Linked DNA regions of Mus musculus: region 2 is linked to region 1. The links are chromatin contacts, called in public HiChIP or PLAC-seq maps. All regions are on one chromosome and are shown on one strand. The core of a region is the stretch at or near the end of the contact, and the rest is flanking DNA. Distances in the headings are between cores, read along the strand shown. Region 1 overlaps Tmtc1 (transmembrane and tetratricopeptide repeat containing 1). Region 2 holds the start of 2610017A05Rik (a long non-coding RNA gene).

Region 1 (5,261 bases), core at 1,371-3,870:
TGTCTAAATTGCCCAAACTGTTTACAAAATCTAAGTATAGTATAAAGGCTAAAAGGCTGCAGTTGCTATCAAGATATCTTGTAGTTTCTAACAAACATATGAGATTTACCTCAGGCCTCTGTTCCTCCTGCCACCAGATAGGCTTGTGATGGGGACACTTAACCAATTGGGCCATTATATCCAGAAGTTTGTTCGAGCCTTACCCTTAATGGTTCTGTGAGGTGAATTCTTTCAAATAAGATTCAAGCTTAAATCCAGAGCTCCCGTGTTAGGGGGATGACTGCATAGTGCCAGTGAACCTCACTGACTGGGTTGAAACTTTCTACAAGGACCTTCATCCCTGAAGGAGAGGTCCACATCAGACTGCTTCAGGACTTAAACTTAGCTGCCCCTGCTGCTTCCAGAAGCCAATGAGCCATTTCCTCCATGTGTGTACAGGTGTGGAAGCCTAAGACTAATGGTTAGAATCTTTAATTGAGGTCCGTGGATGTTTGCATGAGAATGGCCTACATAATCTCAAGTATTTGAGTATTTGTTCCTTAGTTGATGGAACTGTTTGGAAAGGATTAGGAGGCATGGCCTTGTTGGAGGAGGTGTGTCATTGTGGGTCGACTTTGACCATTCAGAGTCAATCACCTTCTCCCCCTCCCTCTCTTCTCCCCTTTCCCCTTCCCTCAATCTCTATCCTTCTCACTACCTCTCCCCTTCCCTCTGCCTCTCCCCTTCCTTCTCCCTCTCCCCTTCCCTCCCTCCCTTCTGGTTGTGTTTCAAGCTCAGCTACTGCTCCAGCACCATGCCTGTCTGTCTGCCTCGCTATTATGATGGTCATATACTCTAACTCTCTGAAACCGTAAGCTCCAAATAAATTCCTCTTCTATAATTTGACTTGGCCATGGTGTCTCACCATAGCAATACAAAAGTAACTTAAACAAGGTCCAACTTACTCACTGAGCCTGGACCTCTGGGTTCACAGAAGTCATACAGCTAGTCTAGCCAGCCAGCTTGCCCTGAGAACTCCCTGTCTCTCTATCCCCTTGACATCTATGTGGATTCTGGATATCCAAACTCTGGTCTTTACACATGAGCAGTGAGCATTTTATCCACCAGTGTATCTGCTGCTCTGCTTCTTCCTTAAGTTTTGCCCAGGATCCCATAATATCCAGCACTGAGATAATCTGACTAGCAATCCTTTATTTAACTCTGTTGCTGTGACTGTCCTTCTGGCACTTTCTGTTGCTTTATAAATATTCTTTAGTTGCTCCAATTTTAAACAACTCCACACATAAGCTTGTCTCGATTTCTTCTCTGACTGCCATGTGGGCTGTTGATTCTATTCCCTTTTTGCTCCCAGTGACATAATCTCCTAGACATCTACAGTATCTTCCTTGTGTCCCTCCTGCTTCCACAGACCCTCTCCCTAGGATCCCTGGAACTGCTCTCTGAGGTCACCAGCTGCCTCCCATGTGGGCCTGTGGAACCACCTGAGTATCTGAGCACTTGACTTTTCTGACCCACCCTCATCTTCAAGTTGGACACCCTTTACCTGGTTGGGTTTTAGCATGGTGATACATGCTGCTGGTTTACCAGATATTTCTGTAGAGTATTCTCCCTCTTCCAAACCCTTAATAAACAGTTCTCCCCTCCTCTCTTCTTCTGGGCTTTCTTTTTGGGCCTTCATTTTCTTTCATGTCCTGTCAGCCCTCAGATTTGTCTCTGCATCGTCTGTCTTCCCATTATCACAGCCACCTGCCTGGCAGGCTACAGGGCATTTCCAGACCCTTCTCCTGTACTACACACCCAGTTACTCACGTTCTCTGCAGAAACTGCCCACTAGTCTCCGTAAACTGTCTTTGGTTCCCTAAGTTCTTTAGCCTTGCTTCCTTTCCATGGAATAGCGCCATCTATTTGGCAGTGTGAACTTGGGAGAGTGGAGCCTAAAACTGAGGTGGACTAAAGGCACATGTAATAAATAGTCAACTTTAATCAGAGCATCAAGTAATTTACATTCTGAGGGCATTCTGGGGATTAGGCAAAGTCATGTGAGCAACTTCACTTATGTTCAAGTTCTGTGCAAGGTCACATGAGCTTAGGCTGTAAATAGTCACAAGGACAGTATCATGTTGAATAATAATGGGTAAGAAGATGGGTAATCTGAAATAAAGCTCACTCCTGTTATTACACCTGAGAAGGACAGGAAAGCACACTTCAAGAACAAATCCGTGTTATAAAAGAACAGAGGTTACCAGACTCCTGTCTTGCTCACTTGGAATGTTGTTACAAGCGCTCAGAAATCTCACACAGCTTCATTCATGGACTGTATTCATACAGAACACTATTAATCCCACTGGGTGAGAATAAGACCACTACCACAATTTTTGAGGCAAATTTGAAGCAAGCTTTTAAAGGCTGGCTAGGAAGATGGACAGTGGCCTGGATCTCAGAGAATGGCCCCAAATTACGTTAATCGGGTGCTTATAAAAGCAAAACCCGCAAAGCTTCATACTTACCTCCTTTGTTCAATCAGGAACACACATACATCCTGACATACTTCCTGCATGTGTGCCTATGTAGCTATAATGAAGCACATCCTGTGCAGTTGGGGCACCCAGCCTTGTTTATGGAAGTGAAAATACCGTGGCTTATTATCATGACCTGAACCACAGCCCCCAGCACTCCAGGAAGTTAACTATCCTTGGGCAAGTGGGGCTTACAGGTTAGAGGCATTTCTGTTTTATAGATCTCTTAAGCAAAGCAATTAAAACTTAAAACATAATATTAGCCTTCACAACACCTTCCTTTCTCTCCCTTTTTCTCCATCATCAGGCTCTAGTCCCCATCAACACTGTCCCTCCTTTGAAATCTTCACTGTGGAATACCTGAGGAACGAGGTGGCCCAGTCATACATGTTCTCCATGCTCCCCCAGACTCACTGTTTCCTCTTTTACTGCCTGGCAGCAAGGGCAATTATCTCGATGTTCTGGACCATTGGCAGAGGGTGTGGCCAACTGTAGGTGCTTAATAAATACTTGTGGAGAGGAAGCCTGCATGATGGCAGTGTCCAGCACTCAGTCACAGGATGCTTAGCGACAGCACCATCGTGGTGAGTGGTACTTCTCAGAGAGCTGTAAGCAATGAGGGCAGAACATCCAGGACTGACCAGGGTATTACTAGATATTCCACAGCCTACCGACTTCCAGTTGTATGCCAGTAATGGTCCCTAGCGGTCAGGATAGCCATTCAGAATATGTGCCCTTCTCACCTGTCTTAGGGTTTTACTACTGTGAACAGACACCATAACCAAGGCAACTTATAAAGGACACCATTTAATTGGGGCTTACAGGTTTAGAGGTTCAGTCCATTATCATTATGGCAGGGAGCATAGCTGGATCCAGGCAAGTGTGGTACTAAAGGAGCTGAGAGTTCTACAGTTCTACATCTTGTTCTGAAAGCCAACAGAAGACTGGCTTCCAGCAGCTATGAGGGTCTCAAAGCCCACCCCCACAGTGACACACTTTCTCCAATTAGGCCACGCCTACTAATACTGCCACTCACTCCCTGGACCAAGTATATTCAAACCACCACAACACCCTATGCTCTCCTAAGCTGAAAGTTGTTATTAAGAACACAGACATACCTTTCTGCCCACTGTTGTCCCTAACTCAATCACCAGACAGTGTGTGTTCATGCTAAGAATTGTTATCACGACACAGTTCCAGGAGCACATGAGCCAAAGGTAAAGCAGCAGAGCCGGTTGCTGGGTGCCAGGAATCACTTCAGACAATCAAAGAAACTGACCAGGAAGATTAGCAGTCTCTCTCAGGGGCCAATTAGTGACAGAATAATTGAATTTATGGCATAGAAGAAACCAAACACTTAATATATGCAAAATTAACAGTCTATTGACTTCTGAAGAGACACTTATTTTGTACTACTCCAGTCCAGTGAAATTGAGCTTCAATCGCAGAGGTATATTTTTCCTAGTCACATTTCTATAATTTTTTTCAACAAGAAATAGAAAATAAACATCCAACCTTAGGGTATTTAACTTCAAATAAATTAATTTGTGGCATGAAAATTAGACACTTGGCCTGGTGTGTATGCTTTGAAAGAGTGTAGTGAACTATAGCATATGAATTGATGTTATTTGAACAATAAAATTACTGCTAAGGTACTGAAATGTTAAAATTTTATAACATCCTTAACTTTAAAATTTTCAAATACATCAGTGAAACAAAATACAAATCCAAACTTTAGTCCAAAATAGCTGTATCTGTGAGCTTTTACAGACAGGGGCTGGAGAGATGGCACCAGTGGGTAAAAGCTCTTAATGAACAAGCATGATAACCTGAGTTCAGGGCCCAGCACTCCCGTAAAGAGCCAAGTATGGCTGCTTCTGCCTGTAAGCCCAGCACTGTGCAGGTGGAGACTAGATCCGTGGGGCTCACTGGCTGTCAGCCTAGGTCCAGGTTTGGGGAAAGACCCTGTCTCAAAGAAGTAAGGCAGAAAGTGATAGAGCAGGACGCTAAGCAACCTCCCCTGCACAGACATACGTACATGCACACATACATACATACCCACACAAACCTTACTAACAGTAACCCATAAATTGGGAATTCACATCTTATAGGCTACTGAGAGTTATTGACTTTAGCTTGTTCCCATACAAAGTGTGCTTCTCTAACACTAACTGGGGACATGATTGCTCCAAAGTATAGTTGAGGGGAGAATTTTTATTATAGATAGGAGGAAGAGTGTACAGCCAGAGCCATCCAGAAGAGTCCAGAACAGGGAAAGGAAGTAGTGGACAGAACAACTGGACTTGGTTGTAAGGAGGGGTGGGGAGCAAGAGAGGTAAACAAAGAGAATGAGGGCAAAGGAGACCAAGGAAGAGGGGCCAAAAGAGCACATAGTTAAAATAGCAGGATGATGAGGGAATGAGAACCTGGGGAGGGAAGCCCATGCACTTTATATGCTAATGTCATCACAGAGAGCCATTTGTATGGAGTTTCTTTTGGACCTGACAGTAAAGATGATGTTAAGATAGAAGTCAACATTTTTGGAGTGAGTAAGTATCTCTGTAGCCAACATTTTTACATGTTGCATTGATTTCATTTCTCCCTCTGAGAACTGGTTCATATTAGAGCATAATTTAACTGAATTGCTCAGAGAAAATAATAAAAATATTCTAAATAGAGGTTCTAATTCATAACAATTTGCTTATTTGCTGAGGGTTGTATGACTAATATATTATTCAGGAAAAC
Region 2 (5,575 bases), core at 330-2,829, 560 kb before region 1:
AAGCAGCAGGATTGCCCCATGTTTGAGACCAGCCTGGGCTATGAAGAGAGATCTTGTATCAAAAACAGTGAAAAAGGCTTGTAATAATTTTTTGCAACCTACTTTAATAAGAGTTCACCCTCTCCTTTAGCCCACCATCCAGCAGAAGTAGTGGAAGAGAAAAGTTATTAGGGTACGGGGAGAGTGAGCCTGTTCAGCAGTATTTCTTTGTGGGTGAGCTTGATCTTTCTCAGTAGTTCAGTCCTGTAGCAATCACCAAATAAGACTCAGCAGCTGCAGACCAGTTCTCTAGGCAGGCAGACACTAGGCAGGAACCAGAAGCTGTTGTTCAATCCTGAAGAAATTGCCAGGTTCACCAGCAGAAGCTACTAGCTGCTGCAGGAACTTCACAAGCAGTTCTTGGACGAATTTTTCTCAGTGCTGGTGTTACCACAAGTTGAACGCAACAATAGAAGGCTCATAGAGTGTTAGCAAGGCAGAGCAAACCAACGCTCATTGCTTGTTTCCCACTGTCTTTGGGGGTCATATTTATACTCCTTCATCAAGCATCCTTTCACGTGTTTGCTATATCAAGACATCCTTTCACCTGTGTCTGCTAGAGGAAAAACTTTTTTCCTGTGTCTGCTCCAGCAAAATATCCTTTTACCTGTGTCTGCTTTAGCACTGACATCCACCTGTGTGCTCCTGCAAACCATCATTTGACATAACTTTCCAAAGAAACTAGATGTTTCCACTCAAAGGTCTATTAGAGTTGATATCATAAGTAAAGGAAATTGGGGGTGCAGGTAGCAAAGGTAACATTTCAAATTGAAAATGCATTTTTCATTCTGATGGCTGTGTGCATAATGGACTGAAATGGGCATTGCTGGAAGCAATCAGTCATATAGCATACATCCTGTCTCATTTTCTACACTGTTCTTAAATTTAATTGAACCAATACATCGTAATTATATGCTCCTTGGAGGATCACATCTCAGCAGCATTTGCCCACAATCATCTTTACTTTATGTTTTGTATGCTTTGCAGTTGTAGATGGAAACAGCATAACCCTTCTTGCCTTTCACAGTGAAAGTCTGGACATTTTGGGCACTTTTGGTCATATAGTTTCCTTGACTACTGCATTTTTGTGTTTTTACACTCTAAAGAGAAACACACACACACACACACACACACACACACATTTGATTATCTATTAGATTTTGAGTTTTCATACATACAAACCTGCATTAAATTTTATCTTGTTATTATAACATGGTGCCTGTCTGTAAACATTTTTAACAAATGTTCAAAGAATGAATGGCAGGATAAAGGGTGGCGCTCAAACATTAAAGGAAACCTCTTCTGTAAGCTACGTAAGTTCAGGATTCCAGTAAGTTTGTCTTGAAACAGCTCAGTTGTGATGTTCAGAGTTCTCGAACAAAAAGTACCACTCCCTTTAGATATGCCTAATTTGCAACAACTGTAAATAGATGCCAGGCCAATTAACTTACTTTGGTCACACCAGTGGGTGGACAAGCTAGGATTTCCGTACCGCATCATGGCGGCCGTCTGCGGGAGTCTGGTGTTTGGAACAAACTTGAGCGACTTCCTGTAGCAGCACCGCTGTGCAATGAATGCCGGCTCCTGAGACGAGCATCATGGCGTCTCTGGCGGGTGCTGGTCAGTGCAGCACGCCAGGGGAAGAGGCAGCCGTAAAGGAGTCTCCGTTTCCTCTTCCACCTCCCACCGGCTGTCGTAAAAGGTGAATGGAGAGAGAGTTGTCGGGGGGAAGGAGGGAGGACAGGGGGCGCGGAGTCAGAGTGGCGCAGCAAGTAGCTGCAGGCGGTGGTGGCAGCGGCAGGGGGTGGGGGTGAGGTGGTCCCCTGAGGTAGAGGGGGCCAAAAAGGGCCAGGAGACATCCCGGCTGCAACCCGGCCTGCTGGCTCTGGGACCCGAGCTCCCGCCCGCGGACATGGACCTCAATCGGATCATCCAGGCGCTGAAGGGCACTATCGACCCAAAGCTGAGAATTGCAGCTGAGACGGAGCTTAACCAGGTGAGCGAGGGGCTGCCCCTCTTTCTCTTTTTCCTACTCTTCTCCCTTCTCTCCCTCTCTCCTCCAACCCCAGCCTGAGACCAGGACCCCTGCGGAGCAACTGGAGCACCTGTTGGCTATCTGTCCTTTTCTTGGTGCACTTGCTCAGTTCTCTTGGACACATAGCACAAAGAAGCTACGAAACCATTGATAGTGGTCTTTGGGTGTGTTTTCTTTTCCTTTAATGCGCTTACGTGGAGACGCGGTGGGAAAATTCACCAAAGCTAAGCTAGCTTTTCTCCGGACCCGCCCTTTTCAGGTGTTGCTGTCGGAAACCCTGCCCCTCGCCTGCTTCTGGCGGTGGCAGTGTGGATCATGGCACAGTATTGCTGGAGCGCTGGGCAGCACTGTCCGAGAGAGTTCTAGGAAGGGCACGCGGTTTCCCCGTACCATTTCAAAGACTGGGCCGGCCAGTAATACAATATTTGAGGCATTTCTTTGGAATACTGAAATGTGTGTGACTTTGCTTTAGCTGCTTTCCATTTTTCTAAGCAGTCTAGACATTCATTGTTCCAGTGTTACTCTCGTCTTTTTTTTTTTTTTTTTTTTTTTTTTTTGTCCATACCATACTTCTCCCTCCTCCTCCTTTTTTTTCTTCCTTTCATTTCAGAGACAGGGTCTCACTGTGTAGTTCTGGTTAACCTGGAATTCTGTGTTAAACAGGCTGGTTTGGAACTCATAAATCTGCCTGTTGCTTCTGCCTCTGCCTCTAGTCTGCTGGGTTTAAAGGTGTGTGTTACCACATCTGGCCCAACCTTTCAGAATTGTAATATCACAAGCTCTGGTTCTGCTCATGTAAGAGGGACTATCATCCTCTTACTAAAATGTACAAATTAAAATTTCCTTACATGGCTTGACAATTGAGCTTGCTACAAGTGTGAAGGGATATTCCTTAATTAGTGGATCTTGAGGGGTTGCTAAGACCAGTGGCCTATGCTTCTCTGAAAACGGTTGGGTATGCAAATTATGGGCTTCATCCCTGATGTAAAGAACCTGAAAACCTGGGAATAGAAACAAGTTTGTGTTTTAAGTGGCTCCCCAGGCAATTCTGTGCCTCCTGAAGTATAAGGATTCTTCTTGGCCAGTGTGTTTGCCCTAGTAGAGGTTTGTTTTTGTTATAAAAGATGTTTTGAATCTTGAAAGAGAAATATTAACTGACAATCTGTGGTGTTTGAGGGACACGTGAATCCAGGATCCTCAAGAGGTAAGAACGAAAGTCGAGACCCTGTTAATATCTATCTGGCTCGGCTGTAGAGTGTTCAACCAAGAATTCCTGAGGCCTTACCTATGTGATTTCCAACTCTGCTCAGTCCTGTAATCCTAACACACACAAGGTTTTGTTGAATTGAATGGCCAAAAAGGATGCTTTGATGTCTCAAAAAGGAAAGGACTGTCACCCCAGAATAAGAGACACTTAGTGTCAGTATCTGTCCCAGACTTTGTAGAATACTGTCTAGAATAACAGTCATCAGGGTTTAGTTAATAAAAATGCCATAAGGGCTAGACTACATCCTGCTGCTGTACACTGGGAGGCTGCCTGTTTGACACTGCGTTTACCACAGGACCAGATATCCCTTTGGTAGTGTTAATATGGAACATTGGTGCCATGTTATACTTTCTGCCCATAGCCTAACCTTGCTTTTTCCTGATTTGTCAACACATGAGTGCAGTTGATATTATGGAAACAGAAAAGATTTGAAGCCTGCAGAACCAGGAGAGGTTCAATCCTGTGTTCTCTTCATATTAATTTAATCCAAATTCTGTCTCATCAGAAGATCGTTTTCCTTGTTACTTGTAGTTTGCTTTACAGTGGGAGGCCCTAAGCTCATCTCCAGAACCATAAAAATCAAACCAAAACAGGATAATGTTACTCCGTCATTCACTTAGCATTTATATCTGGTACAGCGTTTTGGATTGTAATAGGCTTTCAGTAAGTTTTTGTACTTGAAGTAGAAGACCTAGATTTGATGTTGGGTATTGCGTGCTTGTCCCTTAGCACCTCTGTGTCATCCAGCTTTGCTTGCATGAATGAATAGGTATCTACTGTATGAGATACATATGTAAATATGAGATGGATGCTGGTGTTAGCTGTGTAGACCAGGCTGGTGTTAATTTCACTCTGTAGACCGGGTGATTTCGAATTCAGAGATCTACCTGTCTCTGCCCCCAGGTGCTGGGATTAAAGGCATATGTCGCCATAGCCAGCTAAAAGGTTTATTCTTGGTTATATATAAAATAAAGCATACATATACATAAATAATGTGTGTGGGTTTGTGCACATGAATGCAGGTGGCTGCAGAGGTCAGAGGCCTTTGGATTTTTGGAGTCAGGTCTTTTGAAGTTGGAGTTGCAGGCAGTTATGAGCCACCTAATGTGGATGCTGGGAACTGAACTCAGGTGCTCTGCACTCTTTAATGGCTTAACTCTCTCTTCTTTTTCCAAATTTGTTTGAATCAGGATCTCATGCAGCCCAGGCTTAAAAAATTGCTTTTGTTTCATTTAAATTTGTTTATTTAAAAAAAATTCTGTGTATGGATATGGGTATGTGCATGTGTACGTAGGTGCCTGTGGAGGCCAGTGTCATCAGAACCCATGGAGCTTGTGTTACAGCACCTATGAGCGGCTTGACATCGGTGCTGGGAACTGAGCTTAGGTTCTCTGAAAGAGTGGTAGATGCCTATAACTTCTGAGTTCTCTCTCTCCAAAGCCCCAGATTTTAAAAAAATATTCTTTTATCATGTATATGGATGGGGGTGCCTGCAGAGACCAGAAGAGGGCTTAGATTCTCTAGAATTGGAGATAGGGGTGTCTGAGCCACCTGGTGTGGGTATTGGGAACTGAGCTTGGGTGCTGTGGAAGAACAGCAGGTGCTGCTAATCACTGCCTTCCCCTGCCAGATCCCCACACCTGCTTTTAAAAAACTAGATTTTTAGGCAGAGGCAGGAGGATTTCTGAGTTCGAGGCCAGCCTGGTCTACAGAGTGAGTTCCAGGACAGCCAGGGCTACACAGAGAAACCCTGTCTCGAAAAACCAAAAAAAAAAAAACAAAAAACCAAAAAACCAAAAACCCAACCAACCAACCAACCAAAAAAACTAGATTTTTTTTTTATGGTTTTAGTGATAGTTAAAAAGGAATCTACCTCCTTTCTTTTCTTTTTTTTGAGATAGAGTAGACCTCCCTTGTTGTGGTAAATATTATTTGGGGGTTTCTACCCTACTTTAGAAGCATTTAGTTCCCAAATAAAAGACACAAAAATTTTATATTTATAGTAATCCTTAAAGCTCTAGAGCTGAGCAGATATCAACCCTCTTATTTTGTCTATTTCCCTGTCAATAACCCTGAGAAATCATTTGCCATGTTCCCTCTGGGTAGTTCCTACTCCAACAGGCCAGCCCTCATGGCCATGTACTCATGATCCACCTACCCCAAGGTGACTTCTTCCTTCTCTCTCATCCCCTCATTGTCCCGGCCTCAGATCCCAAGCCTGGGAATCAAAGCCC

Evidence for each region. HiChIP or PLAC-seq counts read pairs in DNA pulled down with a chosen protein or histone mark.
Region 2: an H3K4me3 HiChIP or PLAC-seq map of the 230-238 cell line shows a contact between it and region 1, with 9 read pairs. The contact joins the promoter of 2610017A05Rik here to the enhancer-like site in region 1. A contact is called at or near these places in 5 of 115 datasets of contacts at active chromatin or transcription factors (the 230-238 cell line, bone marrow-derived macrophages, embryonic basal ganglia and 2 more) and 2 of 9 other capture datasets (liver and pancreatic islet).

Annotation. Positions count from the first base shown.
Region 1 is chr6:148,272,585-148,277,845 of GRCm38.p6, reverse strand. The region is part of intron 11 of Tmtc1 (transmembrane and tetratricopeptide repeat containing 1); the gene reads left to right. Among named protein-coding and RNA genes, the nearest start is that of Gm52483, 29 kb to the right of the region's middle. Within about 2 kb of position 2,620, at least 19 of the 459 cell types and tissues checked have an H3K27ac peak or open chromatin away from gene starts, as enhancers often do. A contact at or near this core is called in the 230-238 cell line, where this site is marked.
Region 2 is chr6:148,827,624-148,833,198 of GRCm38.p6, reverse strand. It overlaps 2610017A05Rik (a long non-coding RNA gene), which reads right to left and starts at 1,579. Exons shown (of 2, transcript XR_869626.1): 1 at 1,491-1,579; 2 at 85-334. It overlaps Ipo8 (importin 8), which reads left to right and starts at 1,732. Exons shown (of 25, transcript NM_001081113.1): 1 at 1,732-2,035. The coding sequence starts at 1,952.